2 separate regions of the Mus musculus genome follow, and region 2 is linked to region 1. Evidence: chromatin contacts called from public HiCAR-type data. All regions are on one chromosome and are shown on one strand. Each heading gives the region's core, a stretch centred on a gene start, on an enhancer-like site or on the middle of the called end of the contact. The rest is flanking DNA. Distances are from core to core; before and after follow the strand shown. Region 1 holds the start of Ikzf2 (IKAROS family zinc finger 2). Region 2 holds the start of Fn1 (fibronectin 1).

Region 1 (3,391 bases), core at 530-3,029:
CAAAAGATTGCAACCTTTACCCAAGGATTCCTCCCTGTATCTGCCATTAAATTCTTCACTTATTTCAAGCCCCAAGCAGGTAGTGCATGTTGCTCCTGCAACCTGTGCCTGAGAAACATACTACAGTGTACTGTGCGTGCTCATTTGCAAGTCATTGAACTCTCTGCAAATGATCTGATTCCTGCTGGAGATAGGATAGGGACATAGGGACGCTAAGTGTCCTGTGAGATGGGCTGTAGCAAGAGAAGAACGACTCTCTCTCGTCAAAATTTACCCGGTTTATTGGGGGAAAAAATAGGAGAGGGTAATCTCCAATTTGCCAACTGTAACTGCTATCTAAGTATTTTACCACTCACTACTTCCCACAATCGCCCTGCAGTTTGAGTACTTCCCTAGTATACAGACAGCTCTATTCACAATTGTTGCAAGTTGGTTCATCATGTTCTAATGGGGGGGGGGGGGGGGCACAGAGAACAAACAAAACATAAGAAAACAAAACAAAACAAAACTACTTAGTACTAGACTGTATCCCAAAGACTTTTGCGGCAGTTGGCCAACTCTGGCTTGTACTGACGTTTTAGCCCACCCCAAATCCTGTGTGAGCACCTGTTCCACGTACCCTAATTTCCTGCCAGACTATGGCCGGAGACAATGCCAAGCCTACTTGAGACATTCGGAGTTCCAACAAGTCAGAAACTTTTGGCTGTGCACGAGGGGAGGGGAGGATTTTCCTCTCCCCAAGTGTGAGGAATGATTTTCATGCATCAATAACACAAATACTTTTGTATCCCCAGAAACAAAAGTAAATTGCATGAGACAACACCCCCTAGCTTTGATTCACATCATAAGAAGATCGATAATCTAACTGTATTCTTTGAGGGAAAAAGTTACAGAATTGACAAGTCCTGAAAAAGATTTTTACTTATTTTTCCCCCCTTTGGCCCAGGTCCTTTTTGCCTTTAGTTTCAAAACTCTCAAAGCACCAGCAGCTAAATTATTCACAATGAGCCATTTCTGTATTGATCGCCAAGTATATTTAGCCCTAGCTCCTGGAATTTCTCCATTACTTACTGGAAAACAGGCAGCTTCACTTCTTGTCTCCAAAACCACTTCCCTTCTCCCTCCCCTCCCCTTCACCACCAGCCTCCCTACCCCCCTCCCGCCCCCCAAAAACTTTTCTTTCTTTCTTTATGGAATAATCAGATCAAATTCCCAGTCACTACATAGCAGTTAAATTCCGACCTGCTCTACTCTTATCAAATTCTTTCAATTAGGTTACGTAAGGTTTGAAAGAAAGGGACCCGGAAAGTTTTAAAGGGGAGCAGTTTCTACCGAGAGCTTACAAATGAGTCTATCTCTTTAAAAATGTACACATTTAACACACATACTAAAAAGAAGCGTCAGTTAGAAGCAAAAGAAGTCTGCGCCAACAGTGAAAGGGTTATTAAACCCTCAGTGAAGGAAAAGGAAGAAAAAGGAAGAAAAAGGAGAAAGAGAAACAAAATGTACATACAAAAGAAATTGTCCTCTGATTAAAAAACAGTCATCACCATTTCCAGCTCTGTCGGGAGCTCCCAGCTTCTTCTAACCCCTCAAGGAGGAGGTGACAATGTCGGGCTGAAGAGAAACGGAGAAAGAAAGAAAGAAAGAAAGAAGTTTTTTGTGTCCCCCCCCCCTTCCCTCCCTGCCCCCTCCAGGCAAAGCCCCCTGCAGAGTTGAAGCCGAGGAGGAGGGAAAGCACTTTACAGGTGGGTCATTCCAAGACCGAATCCAGCAAACAGATCGGCTGATAAACAAAACCAAGAAATGAGAGAGAAGGAACACTCCCCCCCAACCTCCTCCTCCTCCTCCTCCTTCTCCTCCTCCTCGTCCTCCTCCTCCCCCGCCCCCGCCCCCTCGTCCCTTTGGGATGGTCTAGTAGGAAAAGTCACTCAGGAATGGCACCACGTACTTTCAGGAAAGAGGAAAAAAAAAAAAAAAAAAAAAAAGACAGGGAGGGAGGGAGAGAAAGAGAGAGAGGTCAGTGCTACAGCAATGCGATTAACGAGAAGAGAAAAAACTTGATCCACCGGTTCCTTAAGAATCGACCAAAAGCTAAGACAAGAAAACTGAAAGAAAAAGGGGAGGGGGGGTACGAGGGGAGGGACAGTCAGGCAGAACCCAGCAAGGAACCTAGGCCAACTTCACAGGACTGTTTTGTGGCCTCTGGCAAAATAGGAAAAAAAGAAAAAGAAAAAGAAATTAAATCTTCATTCCATCTCCTTCGTCCATACCAGAACCTGTCAAAGCGATTTAACTGTTGCTGTTATACATGTGTCACACCAGATTTTTATTATTATTTTTGTTTTGTTTTGTTTTCAATCTCAACAGTATAATAGCCTCTATCCAGACAGCTGCAATCTATGCCAGGTTATCCAATCTTTCTTCTTGGAATTCAAGTTAAAACAAAGCAAAAACAAGTCCAAATCCATGACAGCTATAAAGATGAGAACTGATTAGTCCATTAACATCCCAGAAGCAGATTACAAGGAGGGGACGATACATTAAGGCAAAGGACATCATCTTCAACGAAATTCCCTGAGCGTCCTTAACAGAGATCATTTCCCTAATCAGAGCCACAACCCATCCCTCCCCAAAGAAAAGCGTCTATATTATTATTATCCCTGGTTAACAGCAACAAGTCATTCGATCACACCACACTGTTAAACAAGATTCCATATCATTACACTTAACTTTGAAAACACTCCCCCTCCCCAACCCCTTTGCAAACCATACACAAATTGATAGATAATCTATGAATCAGAAGACAAATAAAACAAGAGCTGTTCTTCCCCACGCAAAAAGCCAAGCGGAGATTTACCTCAGCAGTGCATGCAGTAAAATAATCCCATCACCCTTTTGTTTGTGTTTACTGTTAGTGTGTCCTCTCCCTCTCTCTCTTTCTTTCTTTCCTGTGCCTAACGTGTGTTTGTGCACTGCAGTTGGTGGTGGAAACTAAGGCAGTGGATCTGTAGCTAAGGGTAATCCTGTTTTTACTTCCTCCATCTTCAGCGAGGAGCAGGGTTAGCCCGGGACAGCTGGTCAAACCCCGAGAAACCGATCCGGCGGAGCCCGAGCACATCTCCCCCGCCGGCCGGGCTCGCGCAGACGCCCGCGGGCGGAGGGCGGGCAGCGGCGGCGGCGGTGGCGGCCGCGCGCGCGCGGAGGGGGTTGGGGGGGGGGTCGTCAGCGAGCGCCCGGGTCCGTGAGAGCCGGGAGCGGGCGGGCGGGTGAGCGAGCGAGCGAGCGGGCGAGCGCGCGGGCGGGAGGGGCGGGGGCGCGTGTCTGCGCGCTCGGCCGCTCGTTCGGCGCGCTCGGCAATCGATTACAGGACAAGTGCCGCGCGGCTCCG
Region 2 (3,346 bases), core at 511-3,010, 2.0 Mb after region 1:
TACTTAGAGCATCATCTCTGCCAGGGCCCAGACTGCCTTCCACTTACGCTCAGGCTTGCTCTCGCAGTTAAAACCCCGGCTTCCTCCATAGCAGGTACAAACCAGGGCGTTGCCTAGGTAGGTCCGTTCCCACTGCTGATTTATCTGATAGTGCTTCCCATTGTCAAAACAGCCAGCTGCGAAGAATTGATGGGGAAAGTTATTAACAGTTCCATCCCTCCCTCTCTTTTTTCCCCTACAAAACTACTGAATTTTGCCAACTGACTTGGTGAGCCTGCACAAACAAAAAAACTCTTAAAAGCAATATTCCACTAAAGTTCAGATGTGGAAACTAGCTAATCAAAGATTTAAGCATTGTTTATGTAGATGGATGTTTAGGGGTTTTTTCCTTCTTATCTTTTAACTTGGGTAAAAGTTATACAATGACGTCATGTCCTTATGGGCAGGGGAACTACCTCAGCAGACTTGAAACACTCTGAGAGGCCAGAAATAGAAATTACTTTTAAATCCTGAGGGCTTCAATACTCTTAACAACAACAACAAAAAGACAAGAAAGAAAACTTAAGTTGGGTGTCTTGATGACTATGCCAATAACCCCAGCTCTGTAGAAACTGAGGCAGAAGAATTGCTCCCAAGTTGAACACACAAGCCTGGACAACACAGGAGAATGCCAGGCTAGCTTAGGCTACAGTGTGAGATCATGGCAAAAAAAAAAAAAAAAAAAAAAAAAGAAAAAAAAAAGAAAAGAAAAGAAAAGAAAAGAAAAAGAAAAAAAGGAGGGAGAACTTTTAAATTTTCCTCTAGCCCAAGATAAAGGAAGAGTGTGTCTCTGAAAAACTGGAAGAGAAATGGCTATCCTTGCTCTTGGGGAAAGAATCCTAGGCTACCCCCCCCCCCCCAAAGCACTGAGCCAACTAACATCTCTTTCAAGTTGGTAAGAAACTACCTATTTAGATAGTCTCACCTCCTCCCCGTGTTAAATATTTAACCAGCTATTTGCTGATAAAGAAAATAAGGATCAGGGGAACCACAATAATCTCTGATGTAAAATTTGTAAGTTCGTGTCTCTTTTCTCTTTCACACGTTTTGGTTCCTGGAAGGGCGAACTGAAGGTGTAGAATTTGTTAGCGCACTTGAGGGGAAGAACAGACGGTCCCTACCTCCACTTCACCAGCAACCAGCCTGTTCAGACCTAAGCCTTTTGTGTCCACAGCTGGTTTCCCTCGATAAAGCGCGCACTCACACACGTTCGCACAGCCACGCACGCGCGCAAAAACTTTAGCCACAACTTGAGCGGGCGCTTGAGGACCAACCCATCCCTGCCGCCGGCCGGTTTGAACCAGACTGTCGGTACTCACGCTTGCTCTGACTGACAGCCACCGGGGATTGAGGCTGCACGATTTGCTGAGCCTGCCTCTTGCTCTTCCCGGCTTCGGTGCAGCGCACCGAGGTCCCCAGGCACAGGACTGCCAGCAGCAGCAGCCGCCCGGGTCCCGGACCCCTGAGCATCTTGAGTGGATGGGAGGAGAGTCGCCCTCCCCAGGAGGCAAGTGGCCACGAACTGTGGGTCCCCTCGCAGCCTGCGGGAAAAGTCCTGAGGTGGGGACGCCGGTAAGGAGATGGAAGGAGAGGACCAGAAGTTGTCCGGCTCACACCCTGGGCTCCTTTTCTCCCCCTGTGCAGCGCAGCGGGTGCGAGCGGTTGAGCCCCAAGAGCAGAGGCTTATATGGGACAGTACCTTCCCGCCCCCCACGAGGCCCTGCGCGCCGGGGAGGAGGGTCCGGTCCGACTCCTCCCGCCCCTCCTGCCGCCGCAGCCGCCGCCGACCGCGCGCCTATTGGCCCAGAGTCCGGGTGACGTCACGGGGTACGGTGGGTTCGCCCCGAACAAAAGAGATGCTGATCTCCCGCCAGGTCTGGGACTAGAGAACTTTTTTCCCCTTTCTGGTTTCCTTTGCGGTCGTCAAACTTTTGGGAGGAGGATTGGGGGTAGGGATGGGAAACGGCTGTAAAGTGATGTAGACTCGAAGGAAAGGGAGGGAGGGGCTGGAGCCTAAGGAAGCCTGGGGTGGTAAGGCTTACCCCCCTCATCTCTTAACTTTTTTTTTTTTAAATTGGTGGCTGTGGTGGTGTTTGAGAACATTGCGTCACCTCTGAGAAAAGTCTGTGCACACCAGAGTGTATTTTGTGGGAAGGGAAAAAGTCATAAAGTGGCCACCACCTTGTCCCTGTAGGAATCCAAACTTCACTTTTGCAGCCCCGGGGCGGGGCGGCTCCTTCTGGGTGCTTTTCCTGGGTCCTGGGCGCCGCCTAGGGTCCCCTATCTTTGCCTTTATGGTGTTAGGTAGGCTCAGACCTCGGTTTCTCCACGCAGTACCTGCCAGGTTTCAAGGAAGAGCCTGGGAGAGAGTGAGCGCGTGGCAGAGGTGACCCCCTTCCCTGAGCTTCCACAGCCCTCGGTTCCGCGCGGCGCTCTACAGATTCCAGAGAAACTCACAGGACCAAGTTTCTCTCTAAGAGGAAGCAACAGAAAGTTTCTTTTCTAAGTCGTGAAGCACAGTTTTCCTTTCCTGGGGATGGGGTGCCCGTTTCTTTTAAAAGGGCAGTAGTGAACAGCTTAAGAAGGGGAAAAGTTGAACTGGCTGATGAAGGGGGGCGGGGGGACCCTTCCCGTCCATGCCACGTTCACTGGGCCATCTGCACTCAAACCTAGGTGGCCTCTGAAGGGGGAGTTGGGGTGAGGATGGGTACAAAGATTTAATGTCTTGCCTCCCTCCAGACTTTACCCCGAATCCCCTTGCATGTGTCCGGGCGTTTATTTTATTTTATTTTATTTTATTTTCAGACTTCGCAGTCATGGCAGAATTCCACTATCCACCCCTCCCCCGCTGCCAGATTTTTTATATTTCAATTGTTATCTGCTCCAAGAATGTATAAAGTTCCACTGAAAATTCTCTGGACTTCCTACACTACTGAAGTTGAAAAGGGAATAGGAGACGTCCCCCTGAAGCCAGCAGCTCTAACACGTTGGTCTTTTTTTTTTTTTTTTTTTTAACCTTTCAGACACACACAAGCCCAGTTGCTTTGGTAGGGCTTCAAAAAGACCTTCAAGAAGCCCACTATTTTCAGAGTAGCAGATCCGAACCCCAAACTTGGCTTTCTCCCTCGGTTAGGCGCATGGTCTCCTTTGCTTTGAGAACATATTAAAGCTACTAGCTAGCAAAATATGTTGTTTGTACCAGGTTCTTGGATAATTTGAATTTGTGTGCTTTATAAAATCCTCAACACATTAAAGACACAAAATTAACATTTATCTTTATTGATGTAAAGAACTAAAAACAAAACAA

Evidence for each region. HiCAR-type assays count read pairs that join an accessible place to other places.
Region 2: a contact with region 1 is called in a HiCAR-type map of astrocytes, with 5 times the contacts expected there. The contact joins the promoter of Fn1 here to the promoter of Ikzf2 in region 1. A contact is called at or near these places in 1 of 39 promoter capture datasets (hippocampal neurons), 1 of 484 Hi-C or Micro-C datasets (uterus) and 4 of 115 datasets of contacts at active chromatin or transcription factors (astrocytes, embryonic forebrain and embryonic stem cells).

What each region holds. Positions count from the first base shown.
Region 1 is chr1:69,684,181-69,687,571 of GRCm38.p6, forward strand. Ikzf2 (IKAROS family zinc finger 2) reads right to left here and starts at 1,780. Exons shown (of 8, transcript NM_011770.4): 1 at 1,514-1,780.
Region 2 is chr1:71,651,474-71,654,819 of GRCm38.p6, forward strand. Fn1 (fibronectin 1) reads right to left here and starts at 1,761. Exons shown (of 46, transcript NM_010233.2): 1 at 1,359-1,761; 2 at 48-176. The coding sequence starts at 1,509. It overlaps Apol7d (apolipoprotein L 7d), which reads left to right and starts at 1,862. Exons shown (of 4, transcript NR_040308.1): 1 at 1,862-1,913.